Linked DNA regions of Sus scrofa: region 2 is linked to region 1. A link is a contact called in public Hi-C data. All regions are on one chromosome and are shown on one strand. The core of a region is the stretch at or near the end of the contact, and the rest is flanking DNA. Distances in the headings are between cores, read along the strand shown. Region 1 has its middle 27 kb from the start of LY96. Region 2 holds the start of RDH10 (retinol dehydrogenase 10).

Region 1 (3,675 bases), core at 563-3,062:
AACAACAAAAAGAACCTGTCTCCAAATCCAGTCACATTTGGAGGTACTCAGGGTTAGTGTTTCCACCTGTGAATTTTGACAGTACATACTGCAGCCCATAACACACAGGGAATACAATCTCTTCACTTGGTCGACATCACTCTCCAGGCCCTGCCTCTGGGGCAGGCTGCCGGCATTGCTCCCCTGGATGACTCCACAGCCTCCTGACTCATCTTCCTGCACCTGGCCAGGTGCCTCAGGTAAAGGCATCTCTACAAAGGCAGTTTCAATAATACTTTCAAAATATGCATTTGATCTTGTCAGAGTGCAAATGAAACAAAACAAAACAAGAACAAATAAGGCCCTTCTTGTGGCTTTTGATTCCTTTCATGATAAAGTTGGAATCTTATGGAGGGTCTGCCCCCCTTTCCTTCTCCAGCTCCTTCTCCCATCCCTCCCCTTGCTCTCCGTGTTCTGGACCCTCCTCCAAAACCTTCGTCCACACGGTCCCCTCTGCCTCGGCTCCACGCCTCCTCGCTTCCTGACCCTTATCCCTTCATCTTTGTAACAAGTGTGGCTCTTCCCTGGCTCAGGTGCTACTTTCTCAGGGAATTATCATTAGGTAGCATGCAGCACACTTCTTACACTTTTGATACTGGGCAGAGGCAGGCCTGAGTAAAACCCTGTAGAAACTATATAACACGGAGCCAGACTTCCGGTCTCCGTGGCTTTCTTGTCCTCATATCCCTTCCCTCACCCACCCGCCTTTAACCTCACCCAAGCAGGGCCAGCTTTCTTTGTGACATACTCCCGTAGGCCTGGGTCTCTTTCTTTCAGTACTTAGCACTCATTTTGTCATTATATGGATCACCCATCACCAGACTGAGCTCCATGAGCCCAGGCAGCGTAGTCAGCTCAGTTTTGCTTAACAGTTTTGACCTAGTACCTAGCCTAGTACTGAGGCGTGAATTTGCTCTGCATCCATGTTTCTTGAATGGATAAACGAATATTTTCTTCTTATAAAATATTCAAATAATACATTAACCACAGCAAGAAATATTCATGTGATCATCACTTAATACTTATTGAGCACCTGCTATATGTTAGATCCTGCTCTAGATGGTGGGCACACAGCATTTAGCCACCCAGGCAAGAAATATCCCTGTCCTCATGGAGTTGATATTTTTGTGGGAAGAGACTGACAACTAAATGACAGACTTTTTAAGAAGCAAGCATGCTGTGTATGTGCTTTGAAAAACGATAAAGCAGGGAAGGGCTATGATAAGTTCCCAGGAGGATGGATACAGACCCACCCCCTCCCTAAATGTGACTGTTGATCTTGGAGGCCTGCTGCCAACAAGGGTACAACCCAGCACTTTCCTGGAATGTGGAGCATAGATTAACCACCTACAAGGATTCACTGCCCTCTGTCATGGGACTCGACCACCTACTCCTCCCTTGACCTTCCCCTCCTCTTTCATCATTCCTGTCACACGTTTCCACCATGAACTTCCTCCCCAGATTCCCCCGCAGAGCCTTTATAAGCTCAGCACCTCCTCACAGTCAGAGCCGGCACCATCTTGAGCTCAGCCCATCCTCCTCTGATGCCTTCATAAATCTCTTTTGCTTTACCAACTAGGCCTTGCCCGTTCTTCCCTCCGCAAACCTAACAGGGTAGAGACCAGGGGGAGAGCTGGTCATGGTTGCACTTTCAGATAGGGTGGTCAGGAAAGCTGCTGCTGAGAAGATGAGATGTGTGAGGGAGCCAGCCATGTGGCTTTCTTTGGTAAAGGCAGTGTAGTTGAGAGAATAGCTGATGTCAACACTCAGCAGTTGGAGTGTGTCTGGTGTGTTTGAGGACGAACAGGGAGCTGTTTAAATGGAGTGAGTAAGAGGAGATGAGTCAGAGCGGTGGGGTCATTGGGGGTGGGTAGGCACATGCTTTCAAGTTGGATAGGCTGTCAGGACTTTGGCTGTTGCTCTGAATGAGATGGAAAGCTCCCAGGACATAAGCTCACATTGAGAAAAGGCTTATTCAGGCAGCCATCCACTTAAACGTGGGAAAAAACTGGGGACAGTTTGTGATCATCTAGGTAGGGAAGGAAGGAGGCAGTTGGGAGGCTTTTGAGCAATCCAGATAAAAGATGATGGAGGAAGTGGTGAGGAGTGATCTATGCTGGATATATTCCGAAAGTAGGGACAACTTTAAAAATACTTTTGTCAATGGGTTGGGTGTAGGCTATGAGACAGAGGAGTGAGGGATGATTCCAACTTTTTTGCTTGAGCAAATGGAAGGATGCAGTTGTCATTACTTGAGATGGGAAGTCATGGAAGAGCAAGTTTTAGGGGAGAAAGTCAAGAACTTGGTTTTAGACGTGTTGAGAATCTATTCGACATCCAAGTGGAGATTTTGCAAGGGCAGTGGAGAACTGAATTTGAAGTTCAGAAGAGAGTTCTGGGCTGGAGATCAACACTGGGAAGTTGGCAGCATGTAGACAGGAGTGTCAGTAAAGAAGAAATAAGGGGTCCAAGGATTGAGCCCTGGGGTTCTCCCTCATTAGGGGTGAGAGGCTTAGCAGGAGCCAGCAAAGGAGAGGGAGTGGCTGTGGAGGTAGGAGGAAAACCTGGAATGCTGGCCTATTGGAAGTCAGGCGAAGAAACACTCAATGATTTTCATCTGCTGATCTGTTAAATAGGATGAAGACGGAGTATTGACCTTTGGATTTTGCAATGTGGAGGTCTGTGATATGATAATGACAGTCCTCTGATTTTTGCAACGGTCAATTCCAACCACATGCCACCCAAATGTGGGAGTCATATGTTAAGCTCTCTGGATGCCCCGGCCATCCCCACTCACTAAGGTTTGAGGTAGGGGGGCAGATTCTTACCTACATCCATTTCATCCCTTAAGCAAAGGGGTTTGGAGGTGGGGATCACAAGACAATTTTGTCTAAAAACAGGTCCACAGATCTTCTCCTTAAAGATCCTCCCTTGGATAAAAGGTTGCTGGACCTTTTTAAATACCTGATGTAAATACTTTTTACTACTTGATGTAAATACTGTATGTACTTGATGTAACTATTTTTTACATACCTCATGTTGATAGCTCATTCTGTAACTCCTGAAGGGGTTCAGGAGCTGTGGAATGGGTTATCAGACATTTCCTCTTCCCTGATGTTCTGGTGTATGCTGCAGCCTTAGCTCCAAGGATGGGTCCTGATTTGCCGGATCAGCCAGTGTGGGGTACTCTCTGGGGAATGACTGGTCCATTTGGGCACATGACTGAAGTTGGCTCAGGCTGCAGGGAAGAACCACACTTCCTTGGCTGTCTCACAGGATGTAAGTAAGGAGGATGTCGCCTCCATTCCTGCTGAGCATCATCTGGTGACCGTAAGGGGAAATAGACTTGGGATGAAGCCAGTGCTGTGGACGGAAACATGGAGAATTAGAAGCCGAAACTGCAGACACTGCTGAGTCATTGAATCAACTAAGCCAGACCCTGCCATACCTTGGATGGTTTTGTTATTGGTTTAGTGTGTTGGAGTTCAGGACTTTCTTACTTGCTGCTGAAAGCCTTATGGTTGATTTACAGTTACATTGTCTGACTCATCCCAGAAGTCAGGCTAATTTCAGATTCTAGCCCTCCTTTGATCCTTTATTCCCTTCTGACTTTTTCCATTGTCTTTTTTTTTTTTT
Region 2 (3,811 bases), core at 1,180-3,679, 680 kb before region 1:
ATAAACCCTTCCCTTGAACCTTTTTCCACAAAAGCATGTGCTGACATTCTAAAAGAGAGATGCTACAACCGATGCCACAAAAAAACTTACTTACCATCTTCTGGGCAAACTTCTTTCTCAGGCGCTTAATCCTAAGCTCTGCGAAATTCTTTCGCTTTTTCTTAAGGGTTTCTGGCACAGCAGGAACCTTCTTTTTCTTCTCTTTGACACTGCCAGACAAAACATTAACATTAATAGTTCGAACGCTCACAGCATCGCAGCATTCCCCTGTTCTATCTAAAACGCTGTCTCAACGCTATTAATGCCTGTGGCTCTAAATGTATTTTCAATTGCCGTAGCACGCCCTGTTGCGAGAAACAGATTTGAGGGAACTTCTGGGCCATTTTACCCTACTTTCAACACAGACCAAGAGTCACAAAAACAGTCAATTCAGACTTAATCTACCATCAGTTCCAGGCTCCCACAACAAAAATACAGACAGCTAAAATATGCGACTGATGCAAGACAATGACAGCGAACTACCAATCAATCTAAAAAGGTGTAAGAATCTCAAAACAAAACCTCAACTGCCGCCCCGGTTCAAGCCTCAAACTCCACATGCTGTAAGTAAAGGCCGGGGGGCAGGGACGCTTGGGGCAAACAGCAGCCACGGAAGAACCCAATTCAGAGGCTCTGAGTCTCCCTGAAAAGAAGGGAAACTGGACAACTGGTCAGTCCCGCACACATTCAGCGCTCACACCTTGCTCCTGGTGTTTCCAAAGCCTCCGCCCCAAGGCCGCCGGAATCTCATCTTAGCCTGAGACCACCGCTAGTGTCACACAGCGTCACAAACACCCATATAGGCTGGCAAAAGTACATGCTACAATCGGACCGGGGGAAAGGGAGACAAAAGGTCTCTGGTTTCGGGGATGGAGAAGGATTCTGGAGAAGACGAGGAGCAACTTACTCTGCGCCCTCCATGGTTCCAGCCGGGAAAGAGGAAGTTAGCGCATGCGCGCTGTCCACTTAAAGTCGGCGAGCGTGAAGCCCCACGACTCATAGGTGTCCCAGGATAAGCCAGAAAAGAATTCAGAAGTGAGAATTCGCCTTGCGGACGCAGAATTAAGAACTTCCTGATTCAGCGTCGTACGACCAAGTTTCGAGTAAAATTCTTATGGGAAAAATGAATGCATTGGTTAGACTCTTTAATCAATACGATGAGAGCAAAGAGTGCTGACGCCTAGACTATTTGGGGTCCTAGTCCCTAGGCTGCGTTGACAGAATACGGCTCGTATTCTACCCAGTAATATTGCAAATGACACGCCAACAAGGCGCGAACTACAAATCCCGGCATGCATCACTTTCGTTGCCCGTCCGGCGGGAGGGCAACACTTGACCGAGACTGTAGGGAACCACGGTGGTGGTGATTCCAGCCGGGGAAAGTGAGAGCCCTTTGGCCCACCTTCCAAAGGACCAACTACGATTCTAAGCCTCTCCGGCTTTTGATCGCCTTCTCGGCTCTTTCCCAACCCTAGTGGCAGACAGGCACGACGGTTGCCGCGCTGCTGAGGTCCTTCTCTTCGTTCCTTCAGCCCGCAGGGCTGTCTTCTGCAGCGCCTGATCGCAGGCGGGGCCGCCCAGAGCCCCCTGGTTAACCAAAGTGACGAGTCAGGGACAAGCGAGGACCCGACGGCCGGAGGAGGATGGCCGGGGCACTGCCGACCGTCGGGCTTGGCAGGCGGAGGCCGGGACACCCCACGGCAGGGGGCGTGAACCGCGAAGGGAGGTGCGAGGAGGGCTGGAGGCTGCAGCCACGGCCCTGTGAGAGGGGCTGCCCCGCCGCGGTTCGGCGGACGACGGGCGGGCGGGCTGGGGGCTGGGCCGGGGGCGGGGTGCGCCCGGGGCGGGGAAGGCCGAGCGGAGGGAGGGCCGATGCCGCCGCCGGCTCTTCCCGGTCGCGGGTTATATAGCGCGGAGTGTGGAGCCCTCTCAGAGGCGGCCGGGAGCGCTCCGACTTGCAAGCGGCGCTGTGCTCCGGAGCCCGGTGCCCGAGTGACAGCCGCGGGGAGTGCAGGGCAGGGGGACACGAGACCGCGGAGGCAGCTGCAAGCCGTTGCGGAGCGCTCGCCTGCGCGGAACGAGTCGCCCCTTCCAGGCGTTCCCGCTGCCCCGCACCCCACTCTCCCACCCTCTAGCAACTTGGGTTAAGTTGACAACTCCGCGGCGGCCGGCCGGCCCGTGCCGTCTCCGCTGTGCGCCCCTCCCCCGGGGTGAGAGGGAGCCGCAGCGCCGGCTCCGGGGGCGCTCGGGCGGCGGCAGCTTGGCCATGAGAGCCACGCGCGCCGCCTAACTCGCGGCTGTCACCGCCGCTGCAGCGGGACCGGCCGGCGGGGCGGGCGCTCCGGGACGGGCGGGCGGCCGCCGGCAGGAGGCGCCGAGTCGGGTGGCTGCGGCGGCGGGCACAGCCCGGGGCCACCGCGACGAGCCCGAGCGGGAGTGGCGCCGCGCACTCTAGCCCGGCGGGCACCTCGGGGGCGGGCGCGGGGCGCTGCCTTCTGTCCCGGCCGCTCTGACAAGCGCCCCGGGGCCGGGAACCGGGCTGCGCGGCACGGGGTGGGCGCGGACGCGGGCGCTGGGCTCCTGCGGAGACCCGGCCGTCGCGATGAACATCGTGGTGGAGTTCTTCGTGGTCACTTTCAAAGTGCTCTGGGCGTTCGTGCTGGCCGCGGCGCGCTGGCTGGTGCGGCCCAAGGAGAAGAGCGTGGCGGGCCAGGTGTGCCTCATTACGGGCGCCGGCAGCGGCCTGGGTCGCCTCTTCGCGCTCGAGTTCGCCCGGCGCCGGGCGCTGCTGGTGCTCTGGGACATCAACACGCAGAGCAACGAGGAGACGGCGGGCATGGTGCGCCACATCTACCGCGACCTGGAGGCGGCGGACGCCGCGGCGCTGCAAGGTAACTGGGACCTGCGCCCGAGCATTGTTGGGTCAAGCCCCTTCCCACCCCCGCGTGCCCTTCCCCGGAGAGCCCCGAAACCCCACTGTCACTGTCAACCTGGGTCTCGAGGAAGAGAACACCCCCCTCCCGCCCCAGCCCTGTCTTCTGCGAGTGGAATTTGCCCCCTGATAAAGGAACATGATCACCTCTGCTTTAGAAGGGAGAAAGTGCGCCAAAACCTTGTCTTAAAGGAGGTCCTGTCCTTTAGGGGACGACTCTGGGGTTTCGGAAGCCCTCGGGCTAAGGCAGGCAAGGGAACTTGTTACTACCAGTTTGAATCCTAGAGAAATGGGAAACTAGTGTCTTTGCGAAGTTGTTCTCAGAGTGGACTGGTGGTGCATGTGTGCTGGTTCCTGAGGTCTGAACCTCAGAAACTAGGGCAGCATTTGATGATTTCACTCTAACTTTAGCCAGAGGGAAATAATTACATTGTTTCACTAGAGATAAGTCAGTACTTTAGTTACGTACTCAGCCTGATTGAAAGATACCTCGTCTCTTAAGGAAAAACGCTTTGAAGGATTTAAGCCTTATTGTAAAATGCATTCCATCTTTTTGGTAACTTTTGGAAAGTCTACATTTCTGGATATTTATTAACCTGAATCTGAGATTTTTTTTTAGCCAAAGCGGAGACCATCACCAACCATAAGTATTGATCCAGGAGAGTTGATAATGGCTCTTGCTTTTTTTTTTTTTTTTTTTTTGGCACTTCTTCATTTCCAGGGAAAACATTTAACTATATCCAGAAGATTAATTTGAGCAGCACCCCTCCCCCATAGCCATCATTTGTCACCAAAATTACTGGCACCTGCATTTTTAGGTCAGAAAAATCAAAGGTCAAA

The links. Hi-C and Micro-C count contacts between places; a contact is called where the count stands out from the background.
Region 2: a contact with region 1 is called in a Hi-C map of alveolar macrophages, with 2.1 times the contacts expected there. The contact joins the promoter of RDH10 here to the enhancer-like site in region 1. A contact is called at or near these places in 5 of 47 Hi-C or Micro-C datasets (alveolar macrophages, embryonic fibroblasts, omental adipose tissue and 2 more).

The regions. Positions count from the first base shown.
Region 1 is chr4:61,921,653-61,925,327 of Sscrofa11.1, reverse strand. It overlaps a transcript of LY96 not described here. Among named protein-coding and RNA genes, the nearest start is that of LY96, 27 kb to the left of the region's middle. Within about 2 kb of position 1,812, at least 11 of the 83 cell types and tissues checked have an H3K27ac peak or open chromatin away from gene starts, as enhancers often do. A contact at or near this core is called in alveolar macrophages, where this site is marked.
Region 2 is chr4:62,599,599-62,603,409 of Sscrofa11.1, reverse strand. It overlaps RDH10 (retinol dehydrogenase 10), which reads left to right and starts at 2,429. Exons shown (of 6, transcript XM_021089230.1): 1 at 2,429-2,930. The coding sequence starts at 2,642. It overlaps RPL7 (ribosomal protein L7), which reads right to left and starts at 980. Exons shown (of 7, transcript NM_001113217.1): 1 at 947-980; 2 at 95-209. The coding sequence starts at 960.